Regions from separate parts of the Mus musculus genome. Here regions 1 and 2 are each linked to region 3. Evidence: chromatin contacts called from public HiCAR-type and promoter capture Hi-C data. All regions are on one chromosome and are shown on one strand. The core of a region is the stretch at or near the end of the contact, and the rest is flanking DNA. Distances in the headings are between cores, read along the strand shown. Region 1 holds the start of 1700034J05Rik (RIKEN cDNA 1700034J05 gene). Region 2 holds the start of Mrps35 (mitochondrial ribosomal protein S35). Region 3 holds the start of 3010003L21Rik (RIKEN cDNA 3010003L21 gene).

Evidence for each region. Promoter capture Hi-C pulls out the DNA fragments that hold promoters and counts their contacts. HiCAR-type assays count read pairs that join an accessible place to other places.
Region 1: a promoter capture Hi-C map of liver shows a contact between it and region 3, with 2.9 times the contacts expected there. The contact joins the promoter of 1700034J05Rik here to the promoter of 3010003L21Rik in region 3. A contact is called at or near these places in 2 of 39 promoter capture datasets (cranial neural crest and liver).
Region 2: a contact with region 3 is called in a HiCAR-type map of astrocytes, with 5 times the contacts expected there. The contact joins the promoter of Mrps35 here to the promoter of 3010003L21Rik in region 3. A contact is called at or near these places in 6 of 39 promoter capture datasets (3T3-L1-derived adipocytes, embryonic stem cells, hippocampal neurons and 2 more) and 2 of 115 datasets of contacts at active chromatin or transcription factors (astrocytes and pancreatic cancer cells).

The regions. Positions count from the first base shown.
Region 1 is chr6:146,951,967-146,956,258 of GRCm38.p6, forward strand. 1700034J05Rik (RIKEN cDNA 1700034J05 gene) reads right to left here and starts at 2,455. Exons shown (of 3, transcript NM_001164236.1): 1 at 2,323-2,455; 2 at 920-1,620; 3 at 1-531. The coding sequence starts at 1,576. The coding sequence ends at 286. The region is part of intron 2 of Ppfibp1 (PTPRF interacting protein, binding protein 1 (liprin beta 1)); the gene reads left to right.
Region 2 is chr6:147,039,899-147,044,060 of GRCm38.p6, forward strand. It overlaps Mrps35 (mitochondrial ribosomal protein S35), which reads left to right and starts at 2,872. Exons shown (of 8, transcript NM_145573.2): 1 at 2,872-3,002. The coding sequence starts at 2,897.
Region 3 is chr6:148,942,149-148,946,596 of GRCm38.p6, forward strand. It overlaps 3010003L21Rik (RIKEN cDNA 3010003L21 gene), which reads left to right and starts at 2,709. Exons shown (of 2, transcript NR_144294.1): 1 at 2,709-4,272. Sinhcaf (SIN3-HDAC complex associated factor) reads right to left here and starts at 4,322. Exons shown (of 6, transcript NM_019643.4): 1 at 4,144-4,322.

The DNA of each region.
Region 1 (4,292 bases), core at 1,205-3,704, 2.0 Mb before region 3:
GGGCACTGAGACTGTTTGGAGCCACTCCTTAGTCGAGGGTCCAACATCAAGACAGCAGTTCTGGTGGTCCAGGATACCAGACTACTTCAGGTACACTTGTTCCCTGGTTGTAATAAGTGGCTTGTTCAGAAGGAATGTGAAGATTGGAAACTCCCACTGTGTACTCCAGGTATTGATTTCCTCAGCTGTGAGGTGGAAGAGAGGACACATACCTCTTAGGAATTTTTGAACAAGAGGCTTCAAAGGTTTAAAACTCTGGGGCTGTCAGGTGAACTCATTCCTGTGTCATTCTTGGGGTTGGATTCTGTTGCTTCTGAGAGAATGTATATTTCTCACTGCTTTCTGGTGCCAGGTGTTGGTAGCCTGGCTAGGGCGCTGTCTCCTCCATCGGGAGAAGATTTGTGTCCGCAGCCATTGGAAGACCCACCGAAAGTTCATACAGAATATGTTGTGTGAGCGGGAAGCACCCTCTGGCTGAGGGGATGACACGGAGGAGGTTTCCAAGGAGCTCTCAGATGCCTGTCTTATCTCCTGCTGAGAAAACAGGATGAGTTAGATGCATGTAGTGTCAAAATCAGTGGGCCTGCTGTCTACTCCTTTATAGAACCCAAGCCCATTTGCCCAAATAGCCCAAATATAGCAAAGTTTCGAGACAAACTGACTAGAACACACACTTCCATTTTTATGTGGTTGTGGTTGAGGGTTGCTGTGCCTACCCCTCTTCCCTCCCTCTGTGCTCTGTAGTATCTTTCCTACAGTGCCCCATCTCCTCTCCTTACTGTTATCTTCCCCCCTGTCCTAGTCTCCTGGGGCCCACCTTGCCTCACAGCAGGTAGTGAGAGTGAGGCTCCACTGTCCAACCTTGTCTTCCCCAGTCCTGCCCCTTGCTCTCCTGGGAGGCATGCATCTCTGTGCTCACCACAACTTCGTCTTTCAGTAACCTTGGAGGATCCTCTAGCACCTGACAGATATCTTCATTTTCCAGGGATCTTTGCTTGGACAAGTCTTGACAAACATCACGTTCTTTAGGACTGACCTGAGCAGTATGTGGAGGGGTAGTGCTGTTGAGGTGGACATCTTCCTTCTGAGTAGATTCAGGGAGCACACAGCCGTCATGCTGGCCACCTTTTTCTTTTCCTAGAAATGTCTCAAGTTTCTGTACTAGGTTATACAGTTTGCAGGGAGTCAGTTTTGTCTTGTCTTCTGGCCACTTATCCATCCACTGGCTATGGGCATTTAGATCCAGATTAGCAAGAGAGTCTGCATGGTTAGAGTCCACATCGATATCCCAGGCCAGTGTGATGCTTAGCTTGCTGAACTGCTCTGGGTCATGCTCCACCTGATCTCGTTTCCTGAAGAGTCTCCTTAAACTCTCTGTCCTCCAGGTGCTTTGGACAGGAGGGAGGAAATGGACCAAAGAATCCACAGAGGCTGTCTCCTCACGGGAGACCAGGTCCTCATAGGAAAAGGTGTTCTCAGAGGGGTAGTAGCCCACCGAGGCGCTCTGGTTGGACTTGCATTCATAAATAGAATCCTCTGTGCTACTGTAGTCACTGCTGGAGGGTGAGGTTGTCATGGTGCTGAGAGTGTCCAATCTCAAGTTTTCCTTGATTCTGGAAACTTCAGAAGAAAAAAATTAGTAAATGATATTATGGGGGGAAGTTATATGACCCATTCCTTTTTCTTATTGAAACTATTCCTTCCACTCTGTATAGTCCACCCTTTTGTACTTTCTGCCTCTGTAAAGACAAAAACACTCTGGCATCTCTTCTTTGTGCCTCTTATTTGTTTGACAGTAGCTGAGAGAGCTTATAAACAAAAAGGAGAATTTGAAAATGACAGGGAAGTGTGACTAGAGTCAAGTATGTTTTCAGTCCACTCTTCTGAGGTCAAGGTAACTAATTTCTTAGTATATATGTATATCTGTGCGCATATGTACATATACACACATATCCAAATACATGTGGTTCTCACATCAATAGAAACTTATTATCAAGTTTATAATAACCTATGGCTATTCTAATATTCTTAACTACTTTCTTATTAAATAGCCTTAGGTGTCACCTACTGATACTCAATAACTTGGCTGATTAATGATCACTAGGTTACTTAAGACCATACCATGATCCATGGAGTTAGTGGACCAAAGATCATAAATATATAGACATAATAATTGATACCAGAATGCTTTCCAGAAAGGTGACTGTCATTTGAGCACCCATCTTCCCACCATCTGATGGCATGTTTATTCTGCATTTTCCATAATCTCCCTGTAAGCAAACCTGGAAGACCACACACTCACACTCACACACATGCTCATGCCTTTGTCATGCCCTGATCTGAGGGCTGCCCAGATGAGACAGGCGCTTCCAGCAGTGGAGACAAAGTGATGGAGTCAGAAACCCTTCAGAGCCCATGTCTCAGTGATGTAAAGCCCAACTGCTTCTGAGAAGTTTGTGTTCCAAGACTGTTGGTTACCATGGCAACAAAGGAACCAAGTTATGGTCAGAATTATGTAAAGGGACAGGATCTGTCCCTTCAGTTTCAGAGTATTCTGAGCACATACAATAGTAGGCTGCACTCTCTTCATTAGAATCAGTCAGTTCCATGAGATCTTTCTCACATTTTCCCTCATTTCCATCCCCCAAGATTTCCATCCCCCAAGATTGCACATTAGTCTGCTACATGTCATACTTAGGTTTCCACTGCCATGCTAGGTCTGTAGATTACAGGGGGCAGATCTTGGAACTTCTCAGCAATTCTTTGTAACTAGTCTCTTTTTATACATTAAAATTTCCTGTTGTTTCTGTGTCTCTAGAGAATGCAGGCTACCTACTTATTTTGCTGCTTTTGAAATTAATGAATGATGACCATATAGTATATATCTGTAATCTAGCTCTTGGGAGACCAAAGCAAGAAGATTGAATGTAGCTCAGGCTGGTATCCTCTTGTCTTAGTTTATATCAGAAATACCTCATACACACACACACACACACACACACACCGGACAGTTGAGTGCCTAACAAGTTTCAGACCCTATGTTCTGCCACTTGTAGCAGGAATTAATTAACTAACTAATTAATGATTTCATGTATGTGTGTCTGTGTATGTACACCACATAGATGCCAGAGCCTTGGGTCCTCTGTAACTAGAGTTACAGATGGTTGTGAGTCTCCTGATGTGGATGCTGGGAACCTAACCTGACTATGGGGGTCATAGTAAAGGAACCCAGTCTAGCAAGGGAGCCATGGTAGAAACCATCCCCCCTGAGTACATTCAAAAGACCCAGTGGGAATCCTTTGGCTAGGAGGGTGAGGTGAGTGCCACTTGCTGTGTTTAGAAACTGTGGACACTGTTGATGGCCAACAGTTCTCCCTTTGGCTACATTATAATTTGGGTGCAATGGTTTTACCAAAAGACAAAAAAAAAAAGTTTGAAGGGATGATAGGATGTAGGCTTCCCAAGAAACAAGCTGAGGTCTTCTTAGGAGACTAATAGCAAAATGCTTAAAATTCAGACATTCAGATGATTCTTGTTCTTCTAGTCCTCAGGGCACTGTGAAGGAAAAGGTGGAGATGGGTGAGAAGAGAGGGGAGGGCAGACATGCTCAAAGTTGACTGCTGAGAAGGAACCTAACCTAGAGGCAGAGCCAAGTTAACCTAATAGAAAGTGGGGCTCGGGGCTGTGGGTGTGGCTCAGTGGTAGAGCTCTTGACTAGCCTATGGGAGACTCTCTGCAGTCTCCTGTACCATAGAAATACAGTGGCAGAAAGTCTACCTAGAGTGTTTATTGTGTTTTGGAAAATCAGACAGATGGTAAAAAGAATCTAGAGTAAGTGAAGATGACTATGAATAGCAGCAGGCAGAATGAATGCCTGTTATAAATAATAATTCTTTTCAGATTAGTTGGAAGGGGCCTGGAAGAAAGCAGACAGGGAGCAGACGGGGCTGGGATGAGTCGGACAGGATGCAGTTGACTGGCTCTGCCTGTCTCTGGCTGTTATCATCGGGCATCACAGAGTCCTCCCTCACAGGCCGGCTAGCGGGCCAGAACACCCTTCTCCTGCTCTCCTCCCACATCGGCTGGCTCAGTGCTGTGCGTGTCTACTCAGCCTGTGAGCACAGATAAAGCTTTCTCTCCACTTCCTGAGGCTAAGTTAAGCTCTCGGAGGTTCCCCACCTCTGGCTCAGATCTACCGCAGCATGTGTGAATAGATGCTGTTGTGTGTGTGCACAATGGCCTCCATTCATTTGAGGACCACTGTGCACGTCCCTCGGAAGACAACTTATTGC
Region 2 (4,162 bases), core at 1,622-4,121, 1.9 Mb before region 3:
GTGTGTGTGTGTGTGTGTGTGTGTGTGTGTGTGTTTCCTCTTTAAGGGCTTCTAGCTGGTTACCTGTGTTCTCTTGTATTTCTTTAAGGGAGTTGTTTATGTCCTTCTTAAAGTCCTCTATCATCATCATGAGAAGTGATTTTAGATATGAATCTTGCTCTTCTGGTATGATGGTGTATCCAGAACTTGCTATGGTGGGAGAATTGGGTTCTGATGATGCCAAGTAACCTTGGTTTCTGTTGCTTATGTTCTTGCGCTTGCCTCACGCTATCTGATTATCACTATTGCTACCTGCCCTCCTAATATCTGACATGAGTCTGTCCTTGCTGTGATCCTGGTTGTGTCAGAACTCCTCAGAGTTCAGCTGTCTCTGTGATCCTGTGATTCTGTGATCCTGAGATCCTGGATATGTCAGAGCTCCTGGGAGTCAAGCTGCCTTAGGGACTCTGAGATGTTGGTGTGACCAAGCTCCTGGGATCCTGGGCGTGTTAGAGCACCTGAGAGTGGAGCTACTTCTGAGTGTTGTGGGACTGGCTGTGGATTCAGCACCCAAGGTCTGCTCAGGGCACCTCTGATTCTTTGATCCAGAGCTTATTAGAGTGCCTGGGAGTGGAGCTTCCTCTGGGTGTTGTAGGACTGGCTGCAGAGTTTGTGTCCAAGGTCTGTCTAGGGCACTGACTCAGACTGGAAGAAACCTATGTCACTGGTCGGGCAGAGTTCCTGGGTGCCTGGGTCCCAATGGTCTCAGTTACGTCCAGTGTTGGGGCAGATGTTGTATCCTCCTTACTTCTGATCCTATGATCCTGGGCTTATTTATTTATTTTTCCTTTTTTAGGACAATCACTGGGTAACTTGTAACTCACTACATAGACCAGGCTGGCCTCCAACACACAGAAAACCACCTGCCTATGCCTTTTGAGTTAAAGGCATGTGTTACCATGCCCAATGGAGAGCCTTTTTTTTCTTCTTTTAAAGGTTATTTATTTATTATGTATGATTATTTTGCCTTCACGAATGTCCTTGCACCTCATGCATGCCTGGTACCTGTGAAAGCCAGAAGAGGGCATTGTAGCTGAAATTACAGATGATTGTGAAGCACCATATGGATGCTGGGAATTGAACTAGGGTCCTCTAGAAGAGCAGTTACTGCTTTTAAGTGCTGTGCCACCTCTCCAGTCTTCCCTCCCCAACACATATGCACGTTCTTAACTCCATCTCATGATGTAATCAGTGCTGTTCTGGTGACTGAAGCGGCTGCATGCTCTCTCCCTGCCTGGAGATTGGTACTTTATCTGGAAACAGATGAGCTTTGTTCACATGCTTTTTAAAAAGAACTTAGTTTTTATTGAAAATTATCCCTCATATTAACCTAGGCTTCAAATTAGTAAACGACCATTAAAAAAAGAAGGCTTAAAGTTTTTCAATTGTTCTACCCAGAATTACCTATGTAATCTGTAGAGATCAATGAAAACTGAAAATGTGGAGTCCCCTTGCAGAATTTAATAAGAACATAAGCCACCAGTGGATGATTGTACTTCCAAAGCCTTTCCAGCTGAAAAATTACAGTTTAGAAACTTCTGCTGGCAAACTAATACATGCTTTATACTGTAAACCATCTTTGCTTACTGATACTTTATAAAGGAGTTACTTGTAAAGATGATTTTTAATCTGTGTGTGTGAGCCATAGGACTGTGCACATGACTGCAGGTGCTCATGGAAGCCAGAGCCTATGAAGCAAGAGCTACTTAAGGTTATGGGCCTTTCTGCACTGGTCTAAGGAATCCAGTTCTGGTCCACCGCAAAAATAATACATGAAAAGACAAGGTCAAAATTTAAACTCGAACAATCTAGTTCAAAAGGCCACTTGAACAAACAAACAAAGTGGTAGGGGTGCAGCCACACTGTGCCATTGTGTTGTCCCCTCATCCCCCAAGGCCTTTGCCTCTGGTGCTTGTTACTTTCTCTGTTGGATGGCAGTCATTTAAGAAGTATAACGGCATTGGGGCATGATGGTGCATGCCTTTAATCCCAGCACTCGGGAGGCAGAGGCAGGCGGATTTCTGAGTTCGAGGCCAGCCTGGTCTACAAAGTGAGCTCCAGGACAGCCAGTGCTACACAGAGAAACCCAGTCTCGGAAAAAAACAAAACAAAAAAACTATAAAGACTGCTAAAATGTTAAAGCCTTACCCCTGGAGTTTAACCCTCAGAACCTAGGTGGTGATGGGATAGAACCAAAGAACTAATTCCCTTAAACTGTTCTCTTACTAGTGCACACACACACACACACACACACACACACACACACACACACACACACACACACAGAGTAATTAAAAGCTAGGTGTTATGCTATATTCCAGCAATTGGGAGACTAGAGCAGCATGATTGTAAAGAAAGAGAAAGGGCAGAAGGAGAAGGAAGAAAATGGAACAAAGAAAAAAATGGGCTGAAGAGGTGGAGAGGTGGTGCATTGATTAAGCAGGGACTACTCTTCCAAGGGACTAAGGTTCGGTTTCCAGCATCCACGAGGAAGCCCATTATTTCCCTAACTCCATGTCCGCTGCTGGCGCAGTGAGCAATACAGGCACATGGTGTGCTGATATGCAGGAAAACACCGATATACATAAAATATACAAATAAACGGGAAAGGAGAAAAACGTCTTAGAGCAGCCATTAAAACAAACAAACAAACAAACAAACAAACAAACAAACAAACAGGCCAGTAGACGTAGACTGTGAGACTTCTAGGTCAGAGTCCCCATCATTCCACAACAGTCAACCAAGAGCCACAGCTCCACTATCCCTTTGCCCAGTGCTCTTCCGTTCCCAGGTTACACACTTCCGGTCCCGCCCCCTCCCGGCGGTGCTTGTCCGCTCCGGCTCGCCGTCCTTTATCATGGCGGCCGCCGCGCTGCAGCTGAGGCAGACCCTGTGCCCGGGAGCGCGCGTCCTGCGCACCTTCTCCTCGGTCGCCAGCCCCGCGGCTCCGAGAGCCGGCCCGCGTGAGTGTGGGTGCGTCGCTGCGGGCTGGGGGGCGGGGAGAAAGGAGGCCGTGCGCTCCGTGACCTTCCTGTGTTTTTCTGGAGGTCGTCGCGCATTTCCACGAGTGCGTTCGCTGAGCCCGGCACACCGCAGGGGTTCGGGGCGCACTGTAGTGTGAGAGGCGGTGCAAGCGTGGGGCTGGAGGGAATGCAGCGATGGGAGCCGCGTGCAAGAGTGGGCAGCAGGAAAGGCTCGGCCAGGAGCGGGCACCTGCCCACCAGGGCCTTCCCCGCCGCCTCTCCTGCAGGGCATGCTTCTTCCTTCCGCGCTCGCTCTCCTGCAGACCTGCTCACAGCACGTCGTGCCTTTCCACTCCCTTGTTGAAAATCCACAAATGGTTTCCGGGCAAATTATAGATTACTTAATACATCATAGTGGCTCCTCATAGTCCTAAGATGTGTCTATCCCCAAGTTTTCGCTCTTTTATTCTCTTAAGTGTGTTAGGCAGAGTTGCAGAGGTTAGCAGTCTATCAAAGTTTTGAAGTAGCGCGTAGACACAGGTAAACGGTAACAATAAAACTTATTATCACGAAGAAAAAGAAAGCACAGTATTGAAAACGATATGCTGTTGAAGAAGTGGCTATAAGGTAGGATGGAATAGTGAGGAGAAACCTCCCAGAGGAAAAGATGTTTGAGCAGTCACGACGATTTGAGAGAAGAGCGCTGTTCTTCTCAAAGAGGTTAGACATGATCAAGGAAAAGAAAGGGACACCCGGGCCAGAGGTGTTCAAGTAAAGGGTCGAGTGGCAATCCAAGATGTCAGAGTAGTGGGCTGAGCTTTAAGGATTTGGGGGCGTTTGGTTTTGATTTGAGCTTGGACTTTGTTAGAAGTCGAGGATCACACTATAATAGAGAAGTGACATGGTTTCTACTTGTGAAGGATCTATCACTGGCATCTGCGTGGTGACTCACTTCAGCAGGGTAAGACTGCAAGACCTATTTGGAGGCTGTTGGTATTCCAAGCAAGATGATGGTAACAGTGCAGAAGGTGGTTTGGCTTATTATCGGATGTAGTTTGAGGATGAAGCCAAGTAGGATTTACTGATGGATTTGATGTAGGCCTTGAAGATAAACCCTTTCCTGAGCCGTTGGATGAGTGTTAGTGCCGTTTACAGGGATT
Region 3 (4,448 bases), core at 1,459-3,958:
CCATCCCACTTGCTTGCAGGCCCCTTTTACAGGTGTCACACTAAGCATTCTGAACAATTAAGTATGGCTTGAGAATTGTGTTACCGTTCTTCCCAGTCAGTCAGTCTTGTCTTATCATCTCCGGAGAAAGGGAAAATGATTTCTTTTAAAGAATTGTTTTTAGGTACTTAGGAAATAGTTCAAACCTTAAAAAGATTTCTTTTATTTTTATTTATTTATTTATTTATTTATTTATTTATTTATTTTTTTGGTTTTTTCAAGACAGGGTTTCTCTGTGTAGCCCTGGCTGTCCTGAAACTCACTTTGTAGACCAGGCTGGCCTCGAACTCAGAAATCCACCTGCCTCTGCTGGGATTAAAGGCGTGCACCACCATGCTCGGCTCTTCTTTTATTTTTAATTACCTGTATGTATGTCAATGTAGGTGTGTGCACAAGTGTCAGAGTGCCCAAAGAGGCCAGGAGAGGGCGTTTGGTCTTCTGCAGCTTACAGGTGGTTATGGAACACCTGGCATGAGTGCTGGGATCCCATTATCAAGATTTTAGGAAGAGCAGCAAGCAACCCCAAAGGACATATTTCTAAAGCTTGGCATAGGAAATTAATTGTCCTCAAAGCAGCCTTAAGAAGTTGGCTTCAGATTTTTTCCCATTGAGGCTGGAGGAATGGCTCAGCAGTTAAGATTGATAGCTGTTCTTCAGGACCCTGGTTCTATTCCCAGCACCCACATGGCAGCTCACAATTCCAGTTCCAGGGGATCTGGCACCCTCACACAGACATACATAAAGGCAAAATGCCAACACACATTAATTAATCTTCAGAGAGAGAAAGAGAGATCAAAACAAGAGAAAAATATTTTCCCATTTAAAAGTTTATTTTAGTTGGCTGGCAGTGGCATGGGCCTTTAATCCCAAGCATTTGGAAGGCAGAGGCAGAGGCAGGTGGATCTCCAAATTCAAGACCAGTCTGGTCTAAAAAGTGATTTGTAGGACAACCAAGGCTACAATGGAACCCCTGTCTTGGGGAGGGGGGTGGCATTTTATACCTGTGGAGGCAGCTCAGTGGTACAACACTTATCTAACAGGTGCTATATCATGGGGTTCAAAACAAGCATAGCAAGTTTTGAGGGTGGGCATTTAAAACAGGGCTGGCAAGATGACTCAGCCAATGAAGCCTGACCACCTACCTGAATTTGATCCCTAAATTCATGTGGTTGAGGTGACTATCCCCAATAGTCACCTGGCCTCATATATGAAGATACACACACACAGATGTTCTTTAAAATCTCCAGCCACCCACAAAAATAAAAGAAGGCAGTGAAGACCTTGCTTTTCTTTCTCTCTTAACTCATTCAAATCTCTCTTAGAAACATCATTTGATAATAACAGAATCATTTAGTTCTACATGTGTGTATAGACTTTCCTAGGAAGCTGAAGTCTTGCAGTAAGTAGTCTACTTAAAAACAAAACAATGTTTGCAAAGTACCTCATGTTATTTTCACATGTCCCTGGAGTCACCCAAAGGAAAGCCAAGGTTGTAATATCCAAGGTTTTTAATTTTCTTGACACACTCTCTATTCACTTCAAAAATTATTATTTCCCAGTCAAGGCCACATCTAGATGAAAACAAGCTAACTGAAACACAGGATTAATTGTGAAAGTCGCAACAGATATGGTGTTGCTGGGCTGGATGTCTAGACTGCAAGCAAACCCCAAATACCAAAGAAGCATCCATGTGTCAAACGAGCATAATTTTTGAGCTATGCCTGGAGCCACATACCAAAAAGTTAGCTTGAAAAAAGTGTAAGAGGGTAAGTAGAAGGTCAGTCCCAGTTCCCAGGAATTGTGAAACTAGCAAGGGCTCCCTACACTGGCAACTTCTCCCAGCATCCTTTATCTCGGAAAGGCCCTACTCCCCAGATGCAGCAGTTCTCAAGGTTATCTAAGATTTATCTGAGTCCTGCATACTTTAAGGTCAAAACACAAAACATCCTCAGAATACTTTAAATGCATTTATGCTTTGCGGGGACTCAAAAAACGAACCCCAGACTTTCGCGTTCAGTTTTGCAGCACAAAAACCATTAAAATGATTTTCAAGTCTGACAAACTTCAGTTCAAAAGCAGATGTTTTCCGGACACTGCTAGAAACAAGTTTTACGTCCACCTCTCACTAAAAAAGTTGCCGGATCCTTCTTTAGAAAGCATTAAGAGAAGACCAAGAGCCTACTTGAAACGAACTCCTAACATGGAGGGGGAGGGGGGACACGGTGCACGTCTGGCTCGTAGTCATTCTTCACCTGCAATAAGGAAAGGTGAGAAGAAAAATAACAAGAGGCGGACTGGGGTGCTGGTTACCAGAACTGCTCCGTCTTAAAAGCCGCCCAACCCAACCTGCCCTGCGCCTCGCCGGTCGCCCCACGTGTAAACACACAAAGGCTGCACGCACCCCCAGTTCCTCAGTCTCCACTTCCAAGAGGGGCAAGAGCCGGCGCCCCGAAACTTCCCCGCGTGTAGTCGGAGGTCCTGGGTAGGGCGCGGAGCTCCACTCCTGGAGGGAGCCCAGCGCTCCGGGGTCCCCGGGCACCACGCGCCATCCGCCGCCCTCACCTGCGCTGGAACAACGGCCCGCGCCCCGCCGGCGCCGCCCGAAGGCCGCGCCTCTGCTCCCGGGCCGCTCCGCACGCTCGGCCTGACGTAATTCAAACATGGCAACAGTTCCACTTCAAAGGCGGATGCACGGACCTCCCAGACGCGGCCTCCCGTGCCTCGGAGCCCCGGCCACGCGTGCGTCCCGCCGAGCAGCGCTCCGTCGCTCCGCATGGGTGACCCGCAGGCCGAGGCGCCCCCACGGACACAGCCTCGCTGAGCCGCCGCTGAAGTTTCCGAGAGGACCTAAGGGACAAAAGCCGCCCCGCGCCCCGCCCGGCCCGCGCCGCTCGGGCACACGCGGCCCTTTGTTGTCCGGCGGCATCGGCGACGTCGGGGCGACCCGGACCCGCGCCCGGGGACCCACGCGAGCTCGGGTATCCTGAGCCACTGGTCCCTGGGGCCAAACTTTTGCGGAGTCCCGGATGAGAAACGCCCAGAGGTCCCCGCCGCCGTGCATATGCTGCGAGTTGGCGACTTTCGCTGTGCTTTGGAAACTGGCAAGACGCCATCACCAGGAAATCACATTGTCCTGCTCCCGACAGCCCCGACGGCGACCGCAGCCCGCGGCTCACTCCGAGCTGGACACTGAGATGTAGCACGGTCGCGGCCCTAAGCACGTGGCTTGTCAGGTGAAGCACACACAACAAAAAGGGAAAAAAAAAAAAAAAAAAAGAGTTGGGTGCCTCAAGCAGCGGACCGCGCCGCCGCCTTCATCCGCACTGTTTGGTGCCGCGGGCCACGGCCACCCCTCCCGTGTCGCCCGCACCCACGCTACAGGTGACCAGACGGACAGCGAACTTTGGGCTGCAGAGACCACTCGGCACCGGCCGAGTGCAAAGACCGCGTGCTGCGCGCTCATTGTCGCAGCCGCGTCCCTGCGGACTTCTCCAACAACGCCACGCCGCGTGCGTCGCGCCATCCCGGCGCTGGCCCTCACCAGCTGCCTTCAGCCTGTGTGGCCGCCGGCTCCAGGAACTGGCAAGTTAGTTTCCGAGCTCCGGCTTTGTTGTTCACCCGCGTGCAAACACCGTCGCGAGCGCCGGGGTAGCGCAACACGCGGGTGCACGCGGAGCCCAAGCCCCTGGCCAGAGCAGAGCCCACACGGGATCTGCGACCCCGACCCTGCTCTCCGGGTCTGCAGGAAACACTACGACCTAGAAAAGTCATTGTCACTTTCAGCGTGGATGCAAGTCCGCCGCAGCTCGTTCGTTTCCACGCTGCACTCACTTTCCCCACACCCTGACTTTCGGTTTACCTCAAATATCCTCCTCAATTAAGAAGCGCATCTCCAACGCCTCTGTACAAAAGAATCTGGAGTCCGGAGAGCACGAGGGCAGCGCTCCCCGCAATGCCATCTCCAAGACAAAACTTCCTGTGTGTTTGTGTATGGGAAGGACGGAGGAGGCGGGGGAGGTAAAGGGAGGAAAGAAAAAAAAAAAATCACAGAAAACAAAACCTCGGAGACAGTTTTGCACCGATGTCCGGACTAGAATCACTCACCTTCCACGCGCAGCAGCGTCCCCACGGTGCAAACTGCACCAGGCCAACCTCCTGCAAGCACTCCCTCCGCCAGCGCCGAGTCCAGAAAGATTGTCTCCAGCAGTTCTTCAGTTGCTACCGCGAACGGAGGTATAGATTCCGCTTTCCCTCTGCGCAGGCGCGGCTCCCGGGACCAAATTCTCTTGAATCGAGCTGATTTGCATACGGGCGCGTGCGCGCCGCGGGCTGGGCGGGGAGAGGGCAGGGCGTCCGCGCGCGTTCCCGCGGCCTCTATTGTCCTTTTAAGGGGAGAAGCGGCGAGGCGC